4 separate regions of the Mus musculus genome follow, and all the other regions are linked to region 1. A link is a contact called in public Hi-C and HiChIP or PLAC-seq data. All regions are on one chromosome and are shown on one strand. The core of a region is the stretch at or near the end of the contact, and the rest is flanking DNA. Distances in the headings are between cores, read along the strand shown.

Region 1 (2,841 bases), core at 110-2,609:
AAAAAAACAAACAAAACAAAAACAAAAAACCCCCAGGTACCTTGGTATGCACCCCTAATCCCAACACTGGGGAGACAGACACGATGATCTCAGGGACTGGCTGACCAGCCCATGTGGCTGAATGAGCAAGCTAGGCTCAGTTAAGATACCCTCTCTCAGAAGCTAAGATGGAGAGACATCAAGGGAGATGCCTGATGCTGACTTCTGGCCTCTACAGACATGTACACACACACACACACACACACACAGACTCATAGCCACAGAGACTCACACAGACACACATAGAGAGGAACTCACACCCACAGAGTGTCTCTCTCTTTCTTTCTCCCCCCCCCTCTCTCTCTCTCACACACACACACACACACACACACACACACACACACACACAGACTCATAGCCACAGAGACTCACACAGACACACATAGAGAGGAACTCACACCCACAGAGTGTCTCTCTCTCTCTTTCTTTCTCTCCCCCCCCCCCTCACACACACACACACACACACACACACACACACACACACACACACACACATACACACACAGACTCACACAGACATGCACACAGAGAGAAACACATACACACAGAGACTCATACACTCACACACCTTGAAGAAGGAAAAGAGAGGTCTTTAGTTTGGCTTTGGTTTTCCATGTCTTTCTCAACCCCACCCAAGAGTATGGCCTGGAGCTTACCAACCCTGAGTTTGGCCTGGTAGTGATTGGAAAAGCTGAGTCACCGCTGGGAAAGAGGCCAACTCTGTGCTACATGAGGAGAAACCCTAGGCTACCCCATGCCAGGACCGGAGCACTTCCACTAGGCCTATCCCCTCCAAGAGTGGGTCAGTAAGTTCCCTTCATGGCTGAAGAGACATTAATGACGCTTGCTAAGCTTGTTGCTGTTGGATGTTGATTTTATCAAGAAGCCACTAGATAGCATCAACCGTGCCTGGACAATATGCACTTGCCCCTCCTCACCTGCTCACACTTGGCTCCACACAGGTTATTTTGAGGCAGAGCTTAATTTTTAAGAAATCAGTAATGAATCTTGTTTAATCTCTTAATCCTCTTGCCTAATTCTCTTTTACATTAAGGGATTAAATCCTGAAGAGGAGACATGGCCAAACAGTGACTCACTCTTCCTTCAGCTCTCTGTCCCCAAAGGCAGCGAGAGGAGAAGGCTTGGGTGGTGCGCACTGCTCAGTGCCACAGTCACCGGGCCCGGGCCCATCTAGTCAAACTTCCCTTTCACGGCACAAAAGAATTAGTCTTTAAGGGATGCTCATCTTGTCGCTGCTGTAGAGTGTCCTATCAAGTGGCTGACCTTGGTAGCTCATGGTCACACGTGGTCTGCCCGGAACTGCTTGGCTCACTGTGGGATGGGCCATCTGAGTCATCTGAAATCTGGCCCGGCCCCCTGCAAGCCTAGTCATTTGCTTGGTGACAGGCCAGGATTAGTGGCAAAGAAGAGACTGGGGCCCCGTGGAGAGGGGCCAGGAAAGACGCACTGGGGTGTTCTTGAAACTGAGGTGGATGAAGAGAGAGGGCAAGCCTCTAGCTAGCAGAACGGAGCCTGGGTGAGTCCATTCACTCTACAGAACCTGGAAACTTCTGTCCCGTTCACAGAGTCCTACAGCTCTCACTCTTGGCTCTCACTCCCTGCTTCCTGTTTGGGCCTGAGCTAATGAAGCATGGAGTGACAGGGCAGTGGGGCTTGAAGGACACCTGCTCAGGATTACCTGCAGGCTTACGAGTTCTGAATGGAACCTGGGACAGGGACATGTGTCTTCTGCCACACTTCATACAAACAGCAACCTTGTGAGCAGGACAGCAAAGGAGAGCTTGGTATGGCAAGATACAACCTCCTCCCCATGGAGCCCGGCAATCTGGCTTAACACCCATGCCCCTGGGATACCATCCTTTCAGGCAGGGCATCAAAATTGAGTGGCAACCAGCAATAGTTGCCACTATTGCCACTCTACCAGGTAAACACACTCTTGGCCTTACATTTCACTGGACTGGCCTGTCACACCATTGGCATGGTTGACCCCTGACAAGTGTCCTGTCTAGTCTGACTGAAGGATCTAGACCTCAAACTCAGAAATTGCCTGTCTCTGCTGAGAATCCCAGCCACTGCCTTGGAATTGTTATTGAAAGTACCCAAATCACTCATCAAAGATGAGCCGTATGCCTTGCCTGGTTCATAGCTGTGTTCCTCCCACTGTAAGAAAGAAGGGTTTTAACCGTGGAGAGACGGGTAAATGTGTAACAAGGAAATGCTGTGGCCTCTCAAGGATCCAAAGCAGAACAGAAAACTACAAAAGGATTCTGGGAAGCAGATGATCGGGTGTGGAAGGTCACATCTCTAGACCTGTGTTTGCCCCTCCCTCCAGCCCCTTCCATGTTCCTCTGGCTTCTCCACACCTTGCAACTGAGCATAATAATGCAGCCAACATTTTAATCTACAAAAAAATATGAGAGAGAGAGAGAGAGAGAATATGAATATGCAGGAGAAGAGGAGAGGAGAGAATAAAAGAAAACCCTGGAGTTAGAGAGATGGTTTAGTGGTTAAGAACAGTTGCAGAGGACCCAAGTTCAGTTACCAGCGCCCATGTTGGGAGGCCTCCTGTAACCCTAACTCTAGAGAATCTGATACCTCTGTGGACACCAACATGCACAGCTTCGTGATCTCACATAGACACACATATACATACACACACACACACACACACAAAATAAATAAATAAATAAATAAATAAATAAATAAATAAATAAATAAATAAATAAATAGAAGAAATCTTTCTTTAAAAAGAAGATAAAACCCTCAGACAGGTATGGGGGC
Region 2 (2,703 bases), core at 166-2,665, 320 kb before region 1:
CCCTCTTGTGGTCCCCTCAGGCACTGCATGCACATGCACACACCTATATATGATTTAAAATCATTGCAAACACTGTCTGTAGTGGCACCTACTTACTGTTTGTCTCTGTGCTGAGAGAATAGACACAGGAGGGGGTTGGAGCTCTAGGTAATGAGATGGTGTCACAGAAACAGGCTGGCTGCGCCCTAGGGACTGACACCTGAGGTCAATCTCTGGTCTCCGTATGCATACAAGTGTACCCCTCCATTCGTGAAGGATGCATGCTCTCTCTCTCTCTCTCTCTCTCTCTCTCTCTCTCTCTCTCTCTCTCACACACACACACACACACAATTATTATCTGTGCATTAAGTAATTCAGTGCCTTTTGGCTGCCGGTGCCACTGGAAGGCATTTGATTTGTGCAATTCCCCATGACTTAAAGCATGGAGGAGAAGGCTCAGTAGTTAATTAAGAGTACTTACTGGTCTATCTGAGGACTGGTGTTTGGAACCCACCCACCCTACATTGGGTAGCTTGAAAATATGTGTAACTAGCTCTGATGTATCTGATGCCCCCTTCTGGCCTCCATGGGTACCTATACAACTTCACAGACACACACACACACACACACACACACACACACACACACACACACACACACACACACTGTCAGCTATCCCTTCCATATATATTTTTTAAAAACTTGAAAGTGCTTTTGCAACTATCCACTCTCCTCCCAGGCAAGTGAAGCCCCTGCCAGCATCCCCCAGAGGGAAGAACGGAGCAGCCGCCATCTGAAGGATCCTGGCAAGGTGCTCTTGATCTGAGATAAGAGAGCTTTGGGATCTCTCTCTCCCTTGTACTGAGAGCAGCAGAGGTTCTATCGGGTTTGTAAAAGCATGTCCTTTTGCTGCAAAGCCTTGGCCTAAAAAGCCCAGAGAAAACCCAGACTGTGTGCCAGTGACCTTCGGCCCTCAGGAAGATGTGAGGAGCCAGTAAGAAGAAGGGAGGGACGAATGATGGAGGGCGGCGGGGAGGGTGGGGGCAGGAGGGATGGAGAGGAGGGCAGCTGAGCGGAACTGTAGTCTCACTGAACGGGTGGGTCACAGGTCCTCCCCTGCTGGGTTCCTTACCCCATTCTTGTCGAAGGCTCGGAACATGCTCTCTACATACTGGCTGGCCTCCTCATTGCCCGTGACCTTGAAGAAGCGCTTGAACTCGTGCATGAAGAGCGTCCCACTGGGACACTCCACGACAAACTTCTTGTACCACTCCTGCAACTCCGCCACATCCATCTCCCCGGCCGCCTCCGCCTCTTCCCAGCTCAGCTGCTGCCCCATCCCGGCTTTTAGAAAGAGACTCAGCCAGGCCCGCTACCTCCTCCAAGTCCTCCGCTGACCTTAGGCTCCTCTCTCCTTGGTCTGAGCAGCCCTTTCACTGTCTCGGGGAAACTGAACTTGATTGGTTGTGAAGGGACCTCCAGAAGGGAGGGGCAGACCCCGGGCAGCTTAGCGGTGTAAAGACCATTAGGAGATTCCTGGGGAGGTCTGACCTCCAGAAAGCTAAGCTTCCTCTGCCTCGCCCCTCCACAGGTCCAGTGAGAGGCAGGCTATGAGGGTAAGAGCCTGGGGGATGGGGTGGGGTGGGGGCAGGGCTCTTGGTCCACCAGTGTCTGCAGCTCCCTTACAGACCATGCCTGAATCTTGAAGGACAGATGCGTCTCTCCAGCCCTTCTCTCCGTGATTGCTCCCATCCACTCCTGAGCACTAACCCGCGGGCAGGACCCAGGAGAGTGGTCCACAGTGTCTGCAAGGGCTCTGATACTAAAGGCCACATGACCTTGCTTTAAGCAGCGGTTACACATTCACTAGGTTGACCAAGCACATAGTTATTACATGCTGAATCAAGTACATATTCATTGCTCATGACTATAATCCCAGCACTGGAGAAGCAGAAGGGTCTCGAGTTCAAAACCACTCTGGGTTGCCCTGTTGACACAGGGGGACACTCCCACTCCCACCGCATCAATAACAAAAACAACCAAAGTAGATATTTATGCTATCTTTTAGATTTCATTTTTTGAGACAGGTTCTCACGTTGCAGTTCTGGCTAGCCTTGAATTCACTATGTAGACCAGAAAGGCCTTGAACTCACAGAGATCTACCTGTCGTCTCTAACTCTCAAATGCTGGGTGCTGGGATTAAAGGTGTTTCCTACCATGCTTGGCTAGATCTTATTTTTATTTTATGTAAAGAAGTGTGTGTGTGTGTGTGTGTGTGTGTGTGTGTGTGTAGCATCACATGTGTGCAGTGCTCATAGAGGCCAGAAGAGGTTGTCAGGTCCCCCAGACTGGAGTTAATTCATTGTGAGTCACCATGTGGGTGCTGGAAACTGAATCTGGGTACTCTGCAAGAACAAGTGTTTTTTTAATTATTGAGCCATCTCTCCAACATTTGTGCTTATTTTATTTTTTTTAAAAATGTGTTTTTATTATTTTAAAAATGTATGTGTGTGTGTATGGTGAGGGTTGTGCTCATGAGAGTGCAGTGCCCACTGAGGCCAGAAGAGGGCGGTAGATCTCTTGGAGCTGGAGTCACAGGCAGTTGTGAACCACCTAACATGTGTGCTCATATCGGAACTCAGGTCCTCTACAAGAGCAGAACAAGCTCCTAACCACTGAGCAATACCTCCAGCCCATTAGAACCTATGTTGGTTTTTAAGCCGT
Region 3 (3,012 bases), core at 182-2,681, 390 kb before region 1:
CTTTTTCTCTGTGTAGCCCTGGCTTTCTTGGAACTCACTCTGTAGACCAGGCTGGCCTCGAACTCAGAAATCCGCCTGCCTCTGCCTCCCAAGTGCTGGGATTAAAGGAGTGCGCTATCATGCCCAGCTCCACCATTGCTTTTTAAACCCCAGTTTAAATGCCCCTCTTCTGTAAAATTCTTGGCAATCCAAGTTGGTGCTAACTTCCCTTCCCTGTGAAGTCTACAGGCCTTAGGACACTATTTTTATAGCCGACAGTTACTACGTCATATCTCCTGAAAACACCACTCAGCGTATGTCAAACACAGCAACCCAATTAGTCTATGCAGGAACCAGAAAAGACTTATTTCCTTTCCAGGTGCGGAAAACGAGGCACAGATAGGCTGAGGTCATCACCCCAGGTCACATAGCAAGTGGCTACAGCATTTGTTCTTCATGCTTCTTGTGGGTCAATGCAGTGCACACTGTTACTGGCTAGAGCATGCCACCAGCCTGCTGGAGGTCAGGACAGCTGAGTGTCTACATATACATGTCTAGTTTTAGACAACTAACAAATCCTTTTGAAGGAGTAAATTCCGGAGTGAGCAAGTGGTCTGAAGAATATAGGAGAAAGAAAAAAAAAATCTGTTTTCTCATGCCAGATCAGCTACCAATCAGTTCAGAGCAAAGTCAGCCTGCCTCGCCTGTAGATGTATTCCAAAGGTCTCATTGACCATGGTGTTTTGTGAGGCTGGCTCATACGGTGCCCCTTCTGTGGCTCCCTAACCTTGGCTATGTGAATGATGACCTAGATATACGTTGATACTCAGGCCACCCTACAAGGACAGGGTGTTAGGACAGCTTACTTCCGTGGCCTCTGGGTGGTTGTCTAACTCCTGGGAGGAAGGCCAGGAAAGGTGTTCTCAGAAGCAGAGTTTCCAGGAGCCACCAGCCAGCAATCATGGTGTATGTGTGTCCCTGTGTCCGTGTGTCCCTGTGTCCATGTGTGTGTCTGTATGTGTATCTGTGAGTATGTACATTTGCCTGTGTGTGTCTGTGTGTGTCCATGTGTGTGTGTCTGTATATGTATCTGTGAGTATGTATATGTGCCTGTGTGTGCCTGTGTATCTGTGTGTGTGTCTCTGTGTGTATGCTGTGCCCTCCTTACCTAAGCACCACTTTATCCTTGGCCTCTAGCTCTGGTAAAATAGCAAAGCATCCAAGATGCTGCCTGTGGGAATCAGCCTGTGCCTCCATGCGCTGCACTTACGGGGTGGCTGTCCACATCCCCAAGGGGTGGACCAGCCTGTGGGCATCATGCAGAAGGCACTCAGTGAGCGCCTGAGCCTTACAAGGCCATGCCCTTCCCTGCTATGGCAGGTGTCCTCCTTCAGTGTCTGGGGCGGAGCCCAGCCCGGCTCTGCCAGTCAGAATGTCATGTCATGAAACTGGGCCTCAGCACTTCCTCGTCTCCCCAGCCTGACAACACCAGGAAGCTGGGGCCATGGGCTATCTCACGGGGTCCATGGCTGGTGCCTCGGTTCAGAGGAAGACATGGGCAGTGAGCCAACTGCTCTGGCAAGGCTGATTCGGGGAGCCTGGAGGGGAGGGGTAAGACTCCAAGAACATTCAGGCTTATTTTCTTCCTTCTCTGTTTCTCCCTTTAAAAAGAAACGAAGAAACCAGAGGCCTCTGTAGCCCGGGCTGGTCTTTAACTCTGTATATAGTCAACACTGGCCCTGAACTGGTGATCCTCCTGCCTCTGCATCCCATCTGCCACATTATACGCACAAATCCCCATGCCAGCTACTTTCCTTTATGTTTGTGTGTGCACATACTACGGTGAACTTGCGGAGGAGGTCAGAGGGACAACCTGTGGGAATCATGTTTTCTTCCCACCGTATGGGCCTCAGGGATCATCAGATTTGGTGGCAAGTTCCTTTCCCTGTTGAGCCATCGTGCAGCCCCTCAGCTTCCTTTCTTAACAAGTGACTGTGTTTCATTTATAATTAAAAAAAAAAAAACCATCCAACATAGTTATGATTCTTAATTGTAGGGTGTTTGGTTCATACTCATGATCCATGGAGGGAGAGTGAAGCAGGAAGACCAGGCTGAGTCCCAGGTTAGCCTGGGCAACAGAATCAGGCTATCTTTAAAGACCAGTCTTTATAACTAGAGTAAAGCAGACATAGAGTAGCATTCAGGCCGGTGGCACACACCTGTAATTGCCACTTGGAAGGCAGCAACAGGGGGATTACTACAAGTTGGAAGGTAGCCTGGGCTACATATGGAGACCCCGTCTTGAGATAAAGCAAAACATAAAACAAAAACAAAATATGAGCTGGGTATAGTAGCAAAGCCCTCCCAGCACTTGGGAAGCAGAGGCAGGAGGATCAGTGAGTTCAAGGGCCAGCCTGGGCTACATGAAGTTCTGTTTCCAAACAACAAGCTAAGCAGCATCCCAAACAGTTATCACAAAGGCAGAGACAGTACCCCTCAAAGCTCAGTGGGTGCCCCTCCGGCCTCCCAGGACTTGGTGTTCTTGCCTGGACTCTATAAAGTGGGGTGGACCCCACCTACCTTGGGATGGTTGGACTACAGAGGCTGAGGCACGCCCACAGACCCTGAAAAGCAGGGCAGAGGAGGGAGGTGTTTGCTGTCAGGCTCGCCCTTGTGGGAGGCTGGAGAGGCCCATCAGTTAAGGGTTCTTCCAGAGGGCCTGGTTCATTTGCCAGCACTAGAAGGCTGTTACTACAGTTCCAGGGATCCAATGTCGTCTTCTGGCCTCTGTGGGCAGCACACACACACATAGCACAGAGACTTATATGCATTCAAAAACACTCACGCCACAAACTAAAATAAATAAACCTCAAAAACCCTCTGTGGGTTAGTCAGAGCCTGAATCTCCAGATGTTGTGCCCAGGGCATGGCCCCCTGACTCCTCTGTGCACATGTTTTGGGGAAAATGGGTGTTTCCCTATGGTCAGGGACAAGTCACCAGGAATCCTCTCCTGTCCCCTTTGCTATCACTTT
Region 4 (2,944 bases), core at 329-2,828, 420 kb before region 1:
GACCATTCTCAGCCCTGCAGTAAGACTGGAGATCCTCCCAGAGACTGGCCACCCCTAGTCCAAATGTCTCCAGTGCAAACCTGGCCAATGAGGTCCCCTGACAGGTCTTTGTCTTGCAGGTCACTCATCCTCCTGTGCGCTATTTAGCAGATAGAGGTCCAGAGCCTCTTGTGTATGCTGAACGCTTGGCACGGTGCCAACTCTAATGATACTCTGCTGAACAAGACATACATAGTTCCTACCTCCAGGGAATTCACTCTAGTGGGAAACTACACAAAATGAAACTAAAAGTGTTGTAGGCTGTAGAGGGTGCCAGAAGGGGCTTCTACCCTGCAGGGAGAAAGTCTTCACTTGGCTCCTGGTTGTCCTGTGCCTCTCCTTCCAGCCCTTCAGCCTGTCCCCCATTCCACCCTTCCCTTCTGCAGTCACTCAAACAGCAGTTGAGCTTTTTCTAAGGGAGACCATTTGGATACAGACACTGACAAATACCAGGGTAGACCTAGGTCCCTGCTTCCCCAGCTCTTACAGTGTGTGTGTGTGTGTGTGTGTGTGTGTGTGTGTGTGTGTCAGCCCACAGTGTGTCTGTGTGTGTGTGTGTCTGTGTGTGTGTGTGTGTGTGTGTGTGTGTGTGTGTGTGTGTATGTGTGTGTGTGTGTATGTAGGGGATGGAGGGGCAGTGGACAGCCCACAACACACGTGGTATGTCAGTCCCGTGGTGCCATCAGAGACCTGGAGGAAAAGAATTGAAGGATGGGACAAGGAAACTAAGAGCCATAAGGGGTAGGTAGTGTGCAAAGCTTGGGCTACTAACCTGGGGAGCAGGCAGTGGCCAAAGCCTTCACAGAAGCCAAGCAGGCACTGGGGCTTGGGAGGAGAGGCTGGGGGAGGGGCCAGCCAGAGAACCGAATGGCCTGTCCTCCACCCACCCTGCTTCTTTCAGGATCTCTGACAGGGGATTTGAGACCTGTTGATATAGGCCATATGAGCAGCCACTTTGTGGGGGCAGAGTTTGGTGCCGTTCTGGCAGGGCAGATAAAGGCAGCACTTGTCACAAAATAGGGCAGGAGGAATTATTGTGGGAGCTGCCCTTTAAAAAAAAAAAATGGCCTAAGAAGAACGTTGTAGTTGAGTAGAGCACAAAGTGCAGCCATCTTTGTGGAAAGAGAACAGCAAACAAGCATACTCTCTGTCAGAGGCAGGAGCGTGTGTGCCCCCAGACTGTAGGCAGACTTGCACGGGAGGGTCAAGTGGGCTCAGTTCAGCAAGGGCTTGGGGTGCTGTTCAGAGGGAGATGTGGAGGCAGAGGACCATAGGCAGGGCTGGGAACAAGGTCAGTCAACTCCTCACAGAGGGTGGCATTTCCCAGTTAGGATTTATGGTGGGGTGAAGGGGTGGAGCAGCTAGAGCTAGCCATTCAGGAACTGGGGGGGACGGACTGGCCCTAGCCCCAGAGAGCCAAAGTGTACCCTACCTAAGAAGAGGCAGGAAACAGAAACCTACTGATAGCCTGGAGGACACCCTCCTGTGGAGGCCTGTGTTACCAGGGAGATGGGTAAACAAGAGGGAACCTGTTCTGCCTCCTCTGACCAAGAGAAAGAAGGGGGCTGGTCTGAGGCCTCTGCTGAGATCTCAGTGGGTGGGGTTGGCCCAGTGAGCCTTTGAAAGAGGAGGGTAAGCAGAGGGAGGATGGGAGGGGAGGCAGAGGGAGGAGGGGAGGGGAAGGTAGGCAGAGGGAGGAGAGGAGGGTAAGCAGAGGGAGGAGGGGAGGGGAGGCAGAGGGAGGAGGGGAGGGGAGGCAGAGGGAGGAGGGGAGGGTAAGCAGAGAGAGGAAGGGAGGGCAATAGAGTGCAGCTTGGAGCTGGCCTGAGAGGCATGAGATCCAGGCCTCCTTGGGCCTGGGGCTCTTGTCCCATCTCTGTGGAGCCAGTGTAGAGTCAGTTGTAAGGAGGCCTTGCCCTTGTAAAACCTGATTATACCAGGCTGGGGGTGGGTTGGGGCATTTCTGTCACTTCCACATCAGTAAATCAGGACGATCCCAGGAAAGGGCAGCTGGAGTGGATGAGGCTTCCCATGTGGTGCTAGGAAGAACCACACCCCTTTATCCTGAGGGTCCCAGGCTCTCCAAATGCCCCAGGGCCCAGTGCCCTGCTGGGCACACTCTCTACCACTGCGTGACATGTGACATCCCCAGCCCAGAGGCATGCCCAGGGCAGAGCAGGGAGGCTCTTCCCAGTGTCTTTGTAGGAACAAGAAGAGCCTGAGCCTTGTCGTTTATTGCCACCTCTGAGTTTTCCTGGTGACAGGTTTATCATTCTTCTGTTTCGCTCAGGGTCACCCAGAAGCGAGTGCTTAAGTCTCTGACCATCAGCGTGCACAGCCCCAGCTGCCAGTCTGGGGAGAGGAACCAAGCCTACAGGTACAGATTTGTCATGGATGCTTCCAGCCCTGGAAACAAGCGCAAGGAATTTCCCCTCCTGGTGTTTATGGTTTAGGTCCTCTCCATTTGCTTACATCATTGTTCCGTCTTTGTTAGAAGCTATTTTATTGACTCGTGAACAGATGATGTATGAATTCAGCACAGAACTTGGAAGACAGAAGAAGATATAACACGTACCTCCCTCTCCCACCCCAGGCTCTCTGGCCTTTCCCCGAAGCTCCTGATGAGTCAGTATGGTTTTATGTACCAAACACACATGTAAATATACCCTTTTATAGCGGGATAGATACCGTATAAACAGTATTTTCTCCTAGTGGTTAGTGTGTCCTCTGTGCGAATAATAAAGAATTTCTTTTTTTTTTTAAGATTTATTTATTATTATATCTAAGTACACTGTAGCTGTCTTCAGACACACCAGAAGAGGGCGTCCGATCTCTTTAAAGATGGTTGTGAGCCACCATGTGGATTTGAACTTAGGACCTTCAGAAGAATAGTCAGTGCTCTTAA

Evidence for each region. A called contact is a pair of places that touch in the nucleus more often than the background predicts. HiChIP or PLAC-seq counts read pairs in DNA pulled down with a chosen protein or histone mark.
Region 2: a contact with region 1 is called in a Hi-C map of bone marrow-derived macrophages, with 18 read pairs. The contact joins the promoter of Guca1b here to the enhancer-like site in region 1. A contact is called at or near these places in 5 of 39 promoter capture datasets (the HPC-7 cell line, cranial neural crest, maxillary cranial neural crest and 2 more), 1 of 15 datasets of contacts at CTCF or cohesin (the NIH/3T3 cell line), 1 of 484 Hi-C or Micro-C datasets (bone marrow-derived macrophages), 9 of 115 datasets of contacts at active chromatin or transcription factors (bone marrow-derived macrophages, embryonic basal ganglia, embryonic stem cells and 4 more) and 4 of 9 other capture datasets (adipose tissue, embryonic stem cells, liver and 1 more).
Region 3: an H3K4me3 HiChIP or PLAC-seq map of bone marrow-derived macrophages shows a contact between it and region 1, with 6 times the contacts expected there. The contact joins two enhancer-like sites. A contact is called at or near these places in 1 of 39 promoter capture datasets (the C10 cell line), 1 of 15 datasets of contacts at CTCF or cohesin (the NIH/3T3 cell line), 1 of 484 Hi-C or Micro-C datasets (bone marrow-derived macrophages), 6 of 115 datasets of contacts at active chromatin or transcription factors (the NIH/3T3 cell line, bone marrow-derived macrophages, embryonic midbrain and 2 more) and 1 of 9 other capture datasets (embryonic stem cells).
Region 4: an HNF4G HiChIP or PLAC-seq map of pancreatic cancer cells shows a contact between it and region 1. The contact joins two enhancer-like sites. A contact is called at or near these places in 1 of 484 Hi-C or Micro-C datasets (nephron progenitors) and 1 of 115 datasets of contacts at active chromatin or transcription factors (pancreatic cancer cells).

Annotation. Positions count from the first base shown.
Region 1 is chr17:47,063,624-47,066,464 of GRCm38.p6, reverse strand. No RefSeq gene overlaps it. Among named protein-coding and RNA genes, the nearest start is that of Ubr2, 55 kb to the right of the region's middle. Within about 2 kb of position 1,359, at least 82 of the 459 cell types and tissues checked have an H3K27ac peak or open chromatin away from gene starts, as enhancers often do. A contact at or near this core is called in the NIH/3T3 cell line, bone marrow-derived macrophages and pancreatic cancer cells, where this site is marked.
Region 2 is chr17:47,384,105-47,386,807 of GRCm38.p6, reverse strand. Guca1b (guanylate cyclase activator 1B) reads right to left here and starts at 1,415. Exons shown (of 4, transcript NM_146079.1): 1 at 1,112-1,415. The coding sequence starts at 1,318.
Region 3 is chr17:47,453,305-47,456,316 of GRCm38.p6, reverse strand. The region is part of intron 2 of AI661453 (expressed sequence AI661453); the gene reads right to left. Among named protein-coding and RNA genes, the nearest start is that of AI661453, 18 kb to the right of the region's middle. Within about 2 kb of position 1,431, at least 85 of the 459 cell types and tissues checked have an H3K27ac peak or open chromatin away from gene starts, as enhancers often do. A contact at or near this core is called in bone marrow-derived macrophages, where this site is marked.
Region 4 is chr17:47,483,220-47,486,163 of GRCm38.p6, reverse strand. It overlaps a transcript of Taf8 not described here. Among named protein-coding and RNA genes, the nearest start is that of Taf8, 18 kb to the left of the region's middle. Within about 2 kb of position 1,578, at least 124 of the 459 cell types and tissues checked have an H3K27ac peak or open chromatin away from gene starts, as enhancers often do. A contact at or near this core is called in pancreatic cancer cells, where this site is marked.